Regions from separate parts of the Rattus norvegicus genome. Here all the other regions are linked to region 2. A link is a contact called in public Hi-C data. All regions are on one chromosome and are shown on one strand. The core of a region is the stretch at or near the end of the contact, and the rest is flanking DNA. Distances in the headings are between cores, read along the strand shown. Region 1 has its middle 14 kb from the start of Cavin1. Region 2 holds the start of Cnp (2',3'-cyclic nucleotide 3' phosphodiesterase). Region 3 overlaps Stat5a (signal transducer and activator of transcription 5A).

Region 1 (3,050 bases), core at 472-2,971, 370 kb after region 2:
ACACATGCCCAGGTGCACATGTGACTGCACAAACATAAAGAAACAAACAAGCAAACAAACCCAAGGACCTCAGGAAAGAAAGAGAGAGAGAAAGAAAGAAAGAAAGAAAGAAAGAAAGAAAGAAAGAAAGAAAGAAAGTGGGGTTGGGGATTTATCTCAGTGGTAGAGCGCTTACCTAGGAAGCGCAAGGCCCTGGGTTCGGTCCCCAGCTCCGAAAAAAAGAACCAAAAAAAAAAAAAGAAAGAAAGAAAGACAGAAAGACAGACAGACAGAGGGCTGGAGAGATGGCTCAACAATTAAGAGCACTGACTGCTCTTCCGGAAGTCCTGAGTTCAAATCCCAGCAACCACATGGTCATTCACAACCCTCTGTAATGAGATCTGATGCCTTCTTCTGGTGTATCTGAAGACAATTACAGTATATTAATATATAATAAATCTTTTAAAAAAGAAAGAAAGACAGACAGAAAGAGAGAGAGAGAGAGAGAGAAAGAAAGGAAGGAAGGAAGAAAATGAATAAATGAATAAATGAATAAGGACTTGGAAGGTGTTATAAAGAGACCTGCTAACTCAACTTGAGTCTGTAACGGGATGTCACAGATCCATGGTGACATTAACAGGATCCCTTGGCAGACATTTTCCCTATTTGATTGCCTCAGTGTAACTGTCAGAATTAATGCCAACGATAGATTAGTGGAAGACACCGAGTGGGTAGGGACCTCGGAACACCATCCTTCCTTTCTAGTAGGCAGTGGAATATTTAATCCAAAGCCCACGGGCAGTCGCCCCTGTCTCACTACAGTGAAAGGAGTCTCTCTGGTTCTGGAAGGGCTTTGGGGGAGATGAAGGAGGGAATGGGGTGCATGGTACCCACTAAAGGGGCTAGTCAAAGAATCAGGGATACTCTTCCTAGGAGGAAGGCCAGACTGGAATTGGGTGAGAGTGGCCCAATGAAGGAACTTGCTAGTATAAGAAGGGTGGAGAGAAGAGCTAATAGCAGACAAAGGAAAAGCTGGTGGGCAAGCAAATTGACTCAGCTGGGTATCTCCAGGGTATCCGGTTAAACCTGGGCCCCTGGTATCTCCCTGCTTCACAGCTGAATGTGAAGTGACACTCTGGGTCTGTGTCTCCTGGCAGATGGGAACATCAACGGCTTGGAGGCTCTAAATGTCCGGTGTCAGTATAGTTTCTTTCGGTGGGAAGCCAAGCCTTTATGGAGGACTTGGAACTCTGGCCTCATGGACTCTGCAGCTGGAGGTGCACAGAGAGGAATGTGTGTGCAGCTCCTAAGAACTCAGCCTGTTTCAGGTAGGAGCACAAGGGTGGGCTGCAGACCCAGAAATGGCATTACTTTTACAAGGGACACCTTTCCTGAGATTCTGAGGCAGTCGGAACCCACAGGATGTCAAAAGCCCCATTGTTTCATGAAATTCATCACTGACAGGCAGGGTATAGTTGGTCCAAGGAGAGGTGACCAGACAATGGAGAGTTGCTAGAGAGTGAAACTGATGTGTGGGTTCCCCTGGTGCGTAGATGTACCACTGTTCTCTCTCTCATGTGCAGTCCTCTGGGGCAGCCTCTTATTCCCGTCCTCCTCCAGGCCTATGACTGGGGTGGAGGAACATCTGGAGGTTAAGTCCCTAGCCCTGGGGAAGTAGATCCAGACAGGACCCAGACTGCCGACTTCGACCTTTAAACAGTTGGTGCAGCCAGATTAGTTGCTGTGCGACCTTAGACAGGTCACTGTTTCCTCTGCTCTGAAAGGAATGACAGGAATCTAACTTGGAGTACTACCAGGTCAAATAATGATTGTAGAACACAATGTTAAAAAGCATTCCAGTAGAGAATGCTCAATATCTTGGCCATTGTTATCTGCCTCTGCCACCCCAGCCCCACTCTAGGAAGCCAGGCAAATGTATACCCCACTCCTTCCCTCCTTCCTTCCCCCTCTTCCTCTCCCCCTCCTCTTTCCCTGTTTCACTCCTGCTTTCCCTTAGTTCAACAACACCCTCAGCAAGTGCTTTGGACAATATAACCCCACACAAATCCTTTTAGAAAAGCAGGTTTATTGGTCCGGCTGCTCACCAGAACACAGCAACTCGAGGAGCTTCCCTAGAGCCCACAGGAAACTGTATCTGCCCACAGTGATAGCCCATCAGCACAGGGGACCTCATCCTGCATCTGCCCACCCTCCTCAGCTTATCTGTCTTCAATCGGAGGAGGGAAGGGGACCAAGAAAAATAAAGGAAAATTAAAAATAAAAAATAAAAAGCAAAGCTTCGTATTGTATAAAAGGTTTGTGGTTTCCATCCCCCCCCCAAAAAAATAATCAATTAGCTGCAATTCTAAAAAGCAGGGAAGATGTGTCGTTGGGGAGAAGGAAGTAGCCTGTAGCTATCATTTGGGGGAGGTGTTGCCTTTGCTCCTGACCAGCCTTTAAAGGGGGAATCAATGTGTCCTCAGGAGAAAACCTGGTCAGTAACTATAGAAATCAAGCCTTGGACAAGAAGCAGCACCCCACCCTCCCTAACTTTCAGATAAAGGTGCCCACAAAAGCAAGGAACTTAGGGAGGCAAGCTCTACAGTTTTACATTAGGGAAAGATCCATGCTAGAAGCAGCTGAGAGGGAGTTAGGGTGAGCAAGCCAGCAGGCCCTACTTCCCCAGTTTCCGGCTAGGGATCGCTACCAGAGGCCTGGCCTTTTTAGCACCTTGCTTTCTCCCTTCCTGCGGCCAGCCCTGCACAGCTCGCTGCTGCCTCCTGCTGGAACGCTAATTTTCTGGGCTCGGAAAACAAGACTTCCCAGAAGGCAGTTCCCAGATCCTGGAAGAGAGAATCCAGTCCGGCTTACTTCTCTTTGGAACACTTTCTAGAACTGACTGCCCTCCAGATCCAGAGACTGTCCTGCTGTCCTGAGATCTTACCAAAGCGGAACTCTTGTCTTGAATTTCTTTGTGTGGCTAATGAGGGCATTTCTTTCTTATTCCATTTCAACCCTCTCCTATCTTCCTATCTCTTCCCAAAGCCATACTCAACGTGCTCCTGTGTGCA
Region 2 (3,050 bases), core at 160-2,659:
GAGACAGGGTGCCTGTGTGTAGCCCTGGTTGTCCTGGAACTCACTCTGTAAACCAGGCTGGCCTTGAACTCACAGAGATCTTCCTGCCGCTGCCTCCTGAGTCCTGGGATCAAAGAAATGTCCCACCACGCCTGGCTATATTTTAATGAACTGTTTAAAAAAAAAGTGAAAGTGAGCAGTGAGCGAAAAAGCAACATTGTTGAAGACGTCACCACATTCTCAAAGCTAGGATGTACTCCCCTGGGCTTACAGGAACCCCAGCATCTTAAACAACCAGGCAGGTTCTTGTATGCATGCATTTCCGGCAAGAGGATCAAAAGTTCAAGGTCATCCTTTGTTACATAGAGAGTTTGAACTTAGTCTGGGCTACAGGAGACTCATCTTTGAAACAACAACAAACCTTTTGGGGGTGGGGAGGAGCGTGGAGGTATCCGCCGAAGAAAACTGCTTACACACAGGCATAAGCCAGTAGAAAGTCTTTATTAGCCTGCCACTACACTAGATGTTTGAGATCCCAGTGTAGCCCAGCACTTTTCTCAGGGTAGGCTTTTAAGCATAAAAACCACATCCTATGTTGACATACTTCAGTAAGAAGCAGACGCTAGAAGCCGAAAAATCAAGGTTAGTACATTTAGGGACTTTCCCAGAATTGTGGACTTTGATGAATTAGGTCTTTGTGTTTGTTTTAGCAGGCGGTGTGATGCCTATCGGCCTGGTTTCGGGGTCTGAATGGTACTTCCGTCACATGTCGGTCGTATTTCAAAATTTTAAGATATCTGACTGCCACATACACGACTATGCTTCACCCATTCCATCCTAACCTGCCTCTTGTTTTAAGAGTTAATCTTGGGTTTGAGAGACGGCTCAGCGGTTAAGAGCACTGACTGCTCTTCCTGAGGTCCTGGGTTCAGTTCCCAGCAACCACATGGTGGCTCACAACCATCTGTAATGAGATCTGATGCCCTCTTCTGGTGTGTCTGAAGACAGCTACAGTGTACTAATATATAATAAATAAATAAGTCTTTAAAAAAAAAAGTTCGTCTCTCTCCTGGTAAAGTCTCTAATCTAAGCACTTGGGAGGCAGAGGAGGCAGATCTCTCTATACCAGGCCAGCCTGATTTACAAAGTGAGTTCCAGGACGGCCAAGGCTACATAGTGAGTCCCTGTCTCACAGGAGGGAAAAAGTTAATCTTCAACTTTTAAGTAACAAAGAGGTGGCGGACTCTTCTGGCATTGAGAGTCCAGGTGTGTTTTTGCTTTCTGCCAAGGCTCAGACAGCTGCTTCCTGGCACCCAGGTTTCGATTCCCCGGGAGCGCGTGCGCAGAGGCTCGGGCTGACCCCGCCCCGTCCGCGCGCCCCGCCCCCGGGCTATGAAAGGAGCCCTGCGTGGGGTCCTGACACCCCGAGACGCCCGTGTCCCTCGCGCAGGCGGGCGGCCCCGGAGACATAGTGCCCGCAAAGGCGGTGACGGCGGTGCGCCCACTCATCATGGTGAGCGCAGCGCACGCGTGGGGGGCGGGGCGGGAGAGATGCTAACGGAAAGCGAAAGTCTTGAGGATGCGTGAGCAGAAGTAGCTTGCAAGTGAGGACACCAGGTTCCGAAGTTGAAGTCCAATCTCTGGGTCCTCCGAGGTAGCCCGAAGGCGGGGAAGTTAGGGGGATTCTCAGTGTCTTTGGAGAAGGAAATATGGTAGCAAGAAAGAGAAAGTCGATGCGCCCTGGAGACAACAGCTGGCAAATGGGCCTGTGCTCGGGGTAGCACCAGAGAGTCCAGGGCTGATGTCGAGCCCTCGCGGGAGTGGGTTCCGAACCGCTTCCTGCTCAAGGCTATAGCGAAGCTGTAAGCCAGCTAAATTCTTAAGGGTGCACACCAAAGGCGGAAGCCAGTGTAGATGACAATTGAAACCGCTATTCCTTGTTGCTTTTGTCAGAGAGGTGCTGCTAACACACAGCCAAGTAGGGGGCAAAAATCCCTGAATACAGGTGCCCTGTGCTCCCTAGTCCTACAGATTGGGGGAGGGGGTACAGCGAGAGCAGAGGAGGAGGTGGATGTGAATGAGGCCCTTTGTCCAGTGCCCTCCTGCCCTGCCCCCCACTAGCCCTCTGTGGGACCATTGTCCCCCCACACCCAGACAAGAGAGTATTATCTGTTGGTGCCATTGTTGGGTGGAGGGAGGCGGTCTTTGGGTCACCCTCCTCTGCCCTCACCCTCCTCTGCACACTCAGAAAGCCAGGGCAGCTGTGGCTTTGCCCAAACATAGAGCCTCAGGCTTCCACACAGGACATCCTTAAGAGGTGCCAAGAATATATAAGTTAGGGCTGACTGGGAGCAGCAGGCACTTGCTGCCCTTGCATGCCCTGCCACCAGGGTGTTCTCTCTGAGGGGTAGCTGAAAGCCGGGAGAGTAAGAGGTTTGATAGCTTCAGTGAGGGTCCTTCTACTCATACAACCCTGCTGTTGAAGATACGGAAGGACCAGCTGGGAGGAAGAAAAGCTACCATTCCCTGCCGGGAGCTGGGAAAAGCGCCCACCATTCAAGGGTGCTTCAAGTTAGGCTCGGGGATTCCTGAACTGACATCCGGTCCCCCTCTGGGAGAACTAGGCCAAAGACAAGGGTTTGGTGCTTGTGGGCTGGCTTTGAGGAGCCCGGGCTAACATCTCCTCCTCCCTTCTCACATAGAGCACAAGCTTTGCCCGAAAAAGCCACACATTCCTGCCCAAGATCTTCTTCAGAAAAATGTCATCCTCAGGAGCTAAGGACAAGCCAGAGCTGCAGTTCCCTTTCCTTCAAGATGAGGACACGGTGGCTACGCTGCACGAGTGCAAGACGCTGTTCATCCTGCGTGGCCTGCCGGGCAGCGGCAAGTCCACTCTGGCTCGGCTCATCGTGGAGAAGTACCACAACGGCACCAAGATGGTGTCTGCTGATGCTTACAAGATCATTCCTGGCTCTCGGGCAGACTTCTCCGAGGAGTACAAGCGTCTGGACGAGGACCTGGCTGGCTACTGCCGCCGGGACATCAGGGTTCTTGTGCTCGATGACACCAAC
Region 3 (3,270 bases), core at 731-3,230, 300 kb after region 2:
TGCGGGCAAGGGGAAAACACGCCCTGAGATCATTGTATGAAGCAAGAGAAATGAGTGGTGGTAGATTATCTTCCCAGGTCCACCCTGGTGGGAGTTCCAGTCAGGCTGCCACGGGTCTGGTCCTCACGTGAGACCCCAGTGTTTGTGAGGAGCAGCCTGAGGACTCTCTATGTGGGTTTGGAGCCATGAGACCTGCCAGTTTCCCCAACATCCCTCTCTTCGCCAGCCCCGACCCTGTCCTTGACCAAGATGGTGAATTTGACCTGGATGAGACCATGGATGTTGCCAGGCATGTGGAGGAACTTTTACGCCGGCCCATGGACAGTCTTGACCCCCGCCTTTCCCCACCTGCTGGCCTCTTCACTTCTGCCAGAAGCTCCTTGTCCTGAACGCTGGACTCCATGCTTCTCTTGGAAAAGCACCTTCAGTGTGAAGAACCCGTGTCAGTTGTATCCCTGTTCATACCAGTGGCTTTGCACCTTCGCAGTTCCGCCTTGCCCACAGTGCGGGGTCTGGCTAAATAGTGGTGGCCTTTTCACTCAGACCTCAAGGGTCCCCTGGACCTCTCCTCTAAGAGCTGAACCTGTCATTGCTGACAAACCTATTTCTCCAGTGCCCTTCACCTGTCCAGGGGCCACTGAGTGAAATGATTCTAGAAAAGGAAGGGAGGCAAGTTTATGCAACTAAAGTTGGAGTTTTACTCCTGAGCTAGAAGCTTCCTCCGGACTGGTGTGCGTGCACCTGTCCTCGCACATGTGGTAGCCTAACTGATGAACCCCTCTAAAGGGAGATTGGGGCTAACCTTAGTAACCCTTTATACGTTAGTGAATATGGGCTGCGGATTTTGTGACCGCTCACAATGTGCATAAGCTGTTCCCACCAACACAGGCGGCTGCCAAAGCTGACTGTGTCAGTTCTCAAACCAGCGTGGACATGGGATTCGGGTCTAATGGCCTCGTCTGCATCCCTTCTTCCCCATCCGATGTCCTCACCCTTCCATATAGATTCATCCTTGCTTTTTGTTTTGCTTTTTTGAGACAGGGTCTCTCCATATATCCCAGGCTGTCCATGAATGATCCTCCTGCCTCAGCTTCTGGAGTGCTAGGATTATAGGTTTGCATGACCACACCTGGCCTCAGCCTTTCTTCCTTTCCTGCTTGCAACCTTGCTTGTTATCAGAAAGGAGGGGAATACTGGGTGCCTGGGATTAGGAGACCTAGGGCGAAAACCTTGTAGCCCACGAAAAGGAACAGAGCTGCCAGTTACTGCAGGCAACACAGTGTGTATGTGAGGGGGGAGGCTCAACCTGGTCCACTCTGCTGGGAGGTAGGACCCGGAACAGGCCCTGCCTTGTTGCAACATGGGTTGTGGTCTAGGAAGGCCTCTCGCAGGCAGCTCTTCCCTTGGAGGCTGTGATAGAGCGGCCAGGACTAGCTGACTAGGAGTCCTGGCTTCCAACCTGAGGGAAGCAGAGGATGCACAGAGGGATGGTTTTTATATTTTGTACATAGAACTCACATTTATGGAAACAGTGTTTTTGAATAAAATTTCTGTTGGGTTTGTTTTTGCAAATCTACCAGTCTGCCTTCTGGTTTACTTGGGCTGGTGATGGGTGGGCCTTACTAAAGCTGAAGTTGTTTTGTTCCCATTTTAGCTTGGAGTTACCTCTGCTCCCTCTGCTGTGATCTCAAGGGTGCTGCCCTAGAACGTGTCAGAAAGCTAAATAAAGAGTGTGTGTTAGGGGCTACTTGCCCAGGAACGCAGGGGCTTACAGTCTTGGGGAAAGAAGATGAAAGAATGGCTGGGGGAGGGGTCTGGGTGGGGAGAGCAAAGCCATTGAACCAGGCTGCCCCTCTCCAGCTGCCCCCTCAGCAATCAGTGGGGCCAGTGCCAGTGCCTGCCAACCTTCCTGTGGCCAGGGGCAGTAGAGCCTGGGCAATAGTCCTTCATCCCCTTGGCCTCTTCCCAGAGCCTAGCAGGTGACACCAGCCAACTGCTGCCGTAGACTGAGAGAGCAAAGAAAGCTGGTCAGGACAGAGAGAGGCCCGACTTGCCCTGGCTGACCTCTGACACCCGGGTACAATTAGTCCAGCCCTGGGGTTGGGGCCTTGGACTTAGGAACACACTCCTGAGGGCTAAGGGTTGGAGCACAAGGAACTGTAAGACAGGTTACCTCAGAGCTCAAAGCATGGTTGGGGGCAGGGGCTTAGTCCACAGCCTGTCCCAGGGAGGCCCAGGGTGGCTGGGGGTTGGAAGCAGGGTCCCCCCCCCCCATGCTAAGCACCGATCTCTGCTTCCGTCTCTGCGGGGGTGGGGGGGAAGCGCTGGTCTCTTTCACAGAGGCACCCAGTACTGGGCTGGGCTCCAAGGTACTGAGTGGGGAGTGGAGTAGGTGGGGAGATGCTGAGGACAGGCAGACACCTTGTCTGTGGCCTTTTCCTGAATTATCATTACTGACTGCCCAGGGGCCCTGCAGCCACCAGCCAGGGAAGTGTCTGCAAGTTGTCCCCACTGATGAAACTGTAAAGAAAGTGATAATGGGCCAACTGTGGAAGGAGAGGCCTTGGTCTACACCCCAGCCTGCCCGCCCTCCACTAGGGAGCTTATCTGACTCCAGAACAAACACGGTGACTTTGGGAGAGCAGAGGGAGGAGGCCACTCTTTCTTGCCGCTGGACAATGACCCCTTGGCTCCTGGGTCACCTCCTCTGGAGGGTGACAGCTGATATAAGATGGAGGCAGGGGGCTGCATCACCTCAGGAATGAGAAGCAAACAGAACCTCAGCCGAGCTGGGTTGCTATGCCCCCTCTTGACTCTCCTGTGCTCCTGGCCCAGCTCTGCCTGGATGGAAGGTCTCTTCCAAGCACAAGCTAGGCAAAGGTGGTCCCACCAGCCACCAGTCCCCACTGCCAGACAGTTCCTATATAATCTTTATTTCTGGATGTTAAAGTAGTTACAGCAATATACAAAAACAAACAACAACATAAAACAACCCACAATAATATAAATTTTTACACTAGAAAGTATACATTGGAATTTGAGTGCAGTGACCAGGACAGAATAAAAGCCACTGTACTGGGAGGCCAAGCAAACTGCAGGCATGGCTGGGTGAGGTTGGGGACAAGTGGGGCCAAGGGGAGGGGAAGTGGGCCGTTCCAAGGGCTCACTATGGGTGATTAACCCAGATACAGACTTCCCAGAACCCCTGAGGTACAACACCTGCCCCAGAGAAGCCCTCACCTTGTTCCTGGGTCCCCAGGATTGGAAGCC

What was found. Hi-C and Micro-C count contacts between places; a contact is called where the count stands out from the background.
Region 1: a Hi-C map of kidney shows a contact between it and region 2, with 4 times the contacts expected there. The contact joins the enhancer-like site here to the promoter of Cnp in region 2. A contact is called at or near these places in 6 of 12 Hi-C or Micro-C datasets (the A7r5 cell line, Schwann cells, kidney and 2 more).
Region 3: a Hi-C map of liver shows a contact between it and region 2, with 4 times the contacts expected there. The contact joins the enhancer-like site here to the promoter of Cnp in region 2. A contact is called at or near these places in 3 of 12 Hi-C or Micro-C datasets (the A7r5 cell line, Schwann cells and liver).

Annotation. Positions count from the first base shown.
Region 1 is chr10:86,380,575-86,383,624 of GRCr8, forward strand. No RefSeq gene overlaps it. Among named protein-coding and RNA genes, the nearest start is that of Cavin1, 14 kb to the right of the region's middle. Within about 2 kb of position 1,722, at least 6 of the 93 cell types and tissues checked have an H3K27ac peak or open chromatin away from gene starts, as enhancers often do. A contact at or near this core is called in kidney and liver, where this site is marked.
Region 2 is chr10:86,010,095-86,013,144 of GRCr8, forward strand. Cnp (2',3'-cyclic nucleotide 3' phosphodiesterase) reads left to right here and starts at 1,410. Exons shown (of 4, transcript NM_012809.2): 1 at 1,410-1,492; 2 at 2,682-3,050. The coding sequence starts at 1,490.
Region 3 is chr10:86,308,616-86,311,885 of GRCr8, forward strand. Stat5a (signal transducer and activator of transcription 5A) reads left to right here. Exons shown (of 19, transcript NM_017064.2): 19 at 227-1,572. The coding sequence ends at 389. It overlaps Stat3 (signal transducer and activator of transcription 3), which reads right to left. Exons shown (of 24, transcript NM_012747.2): 24 at 2,918-3,270. Among named protein-coding and RNA genes, the nearest start is that of Stat5a, 24 kb to the left of the region's middle. Within about 2 kb of position 1,981, at least 5 of the 93 cell types and tissues checked have an H3K27ac peak or open chromatin away from gene starts, as enhancers often do. A contact at or near this core is called in liver, where this site is marked.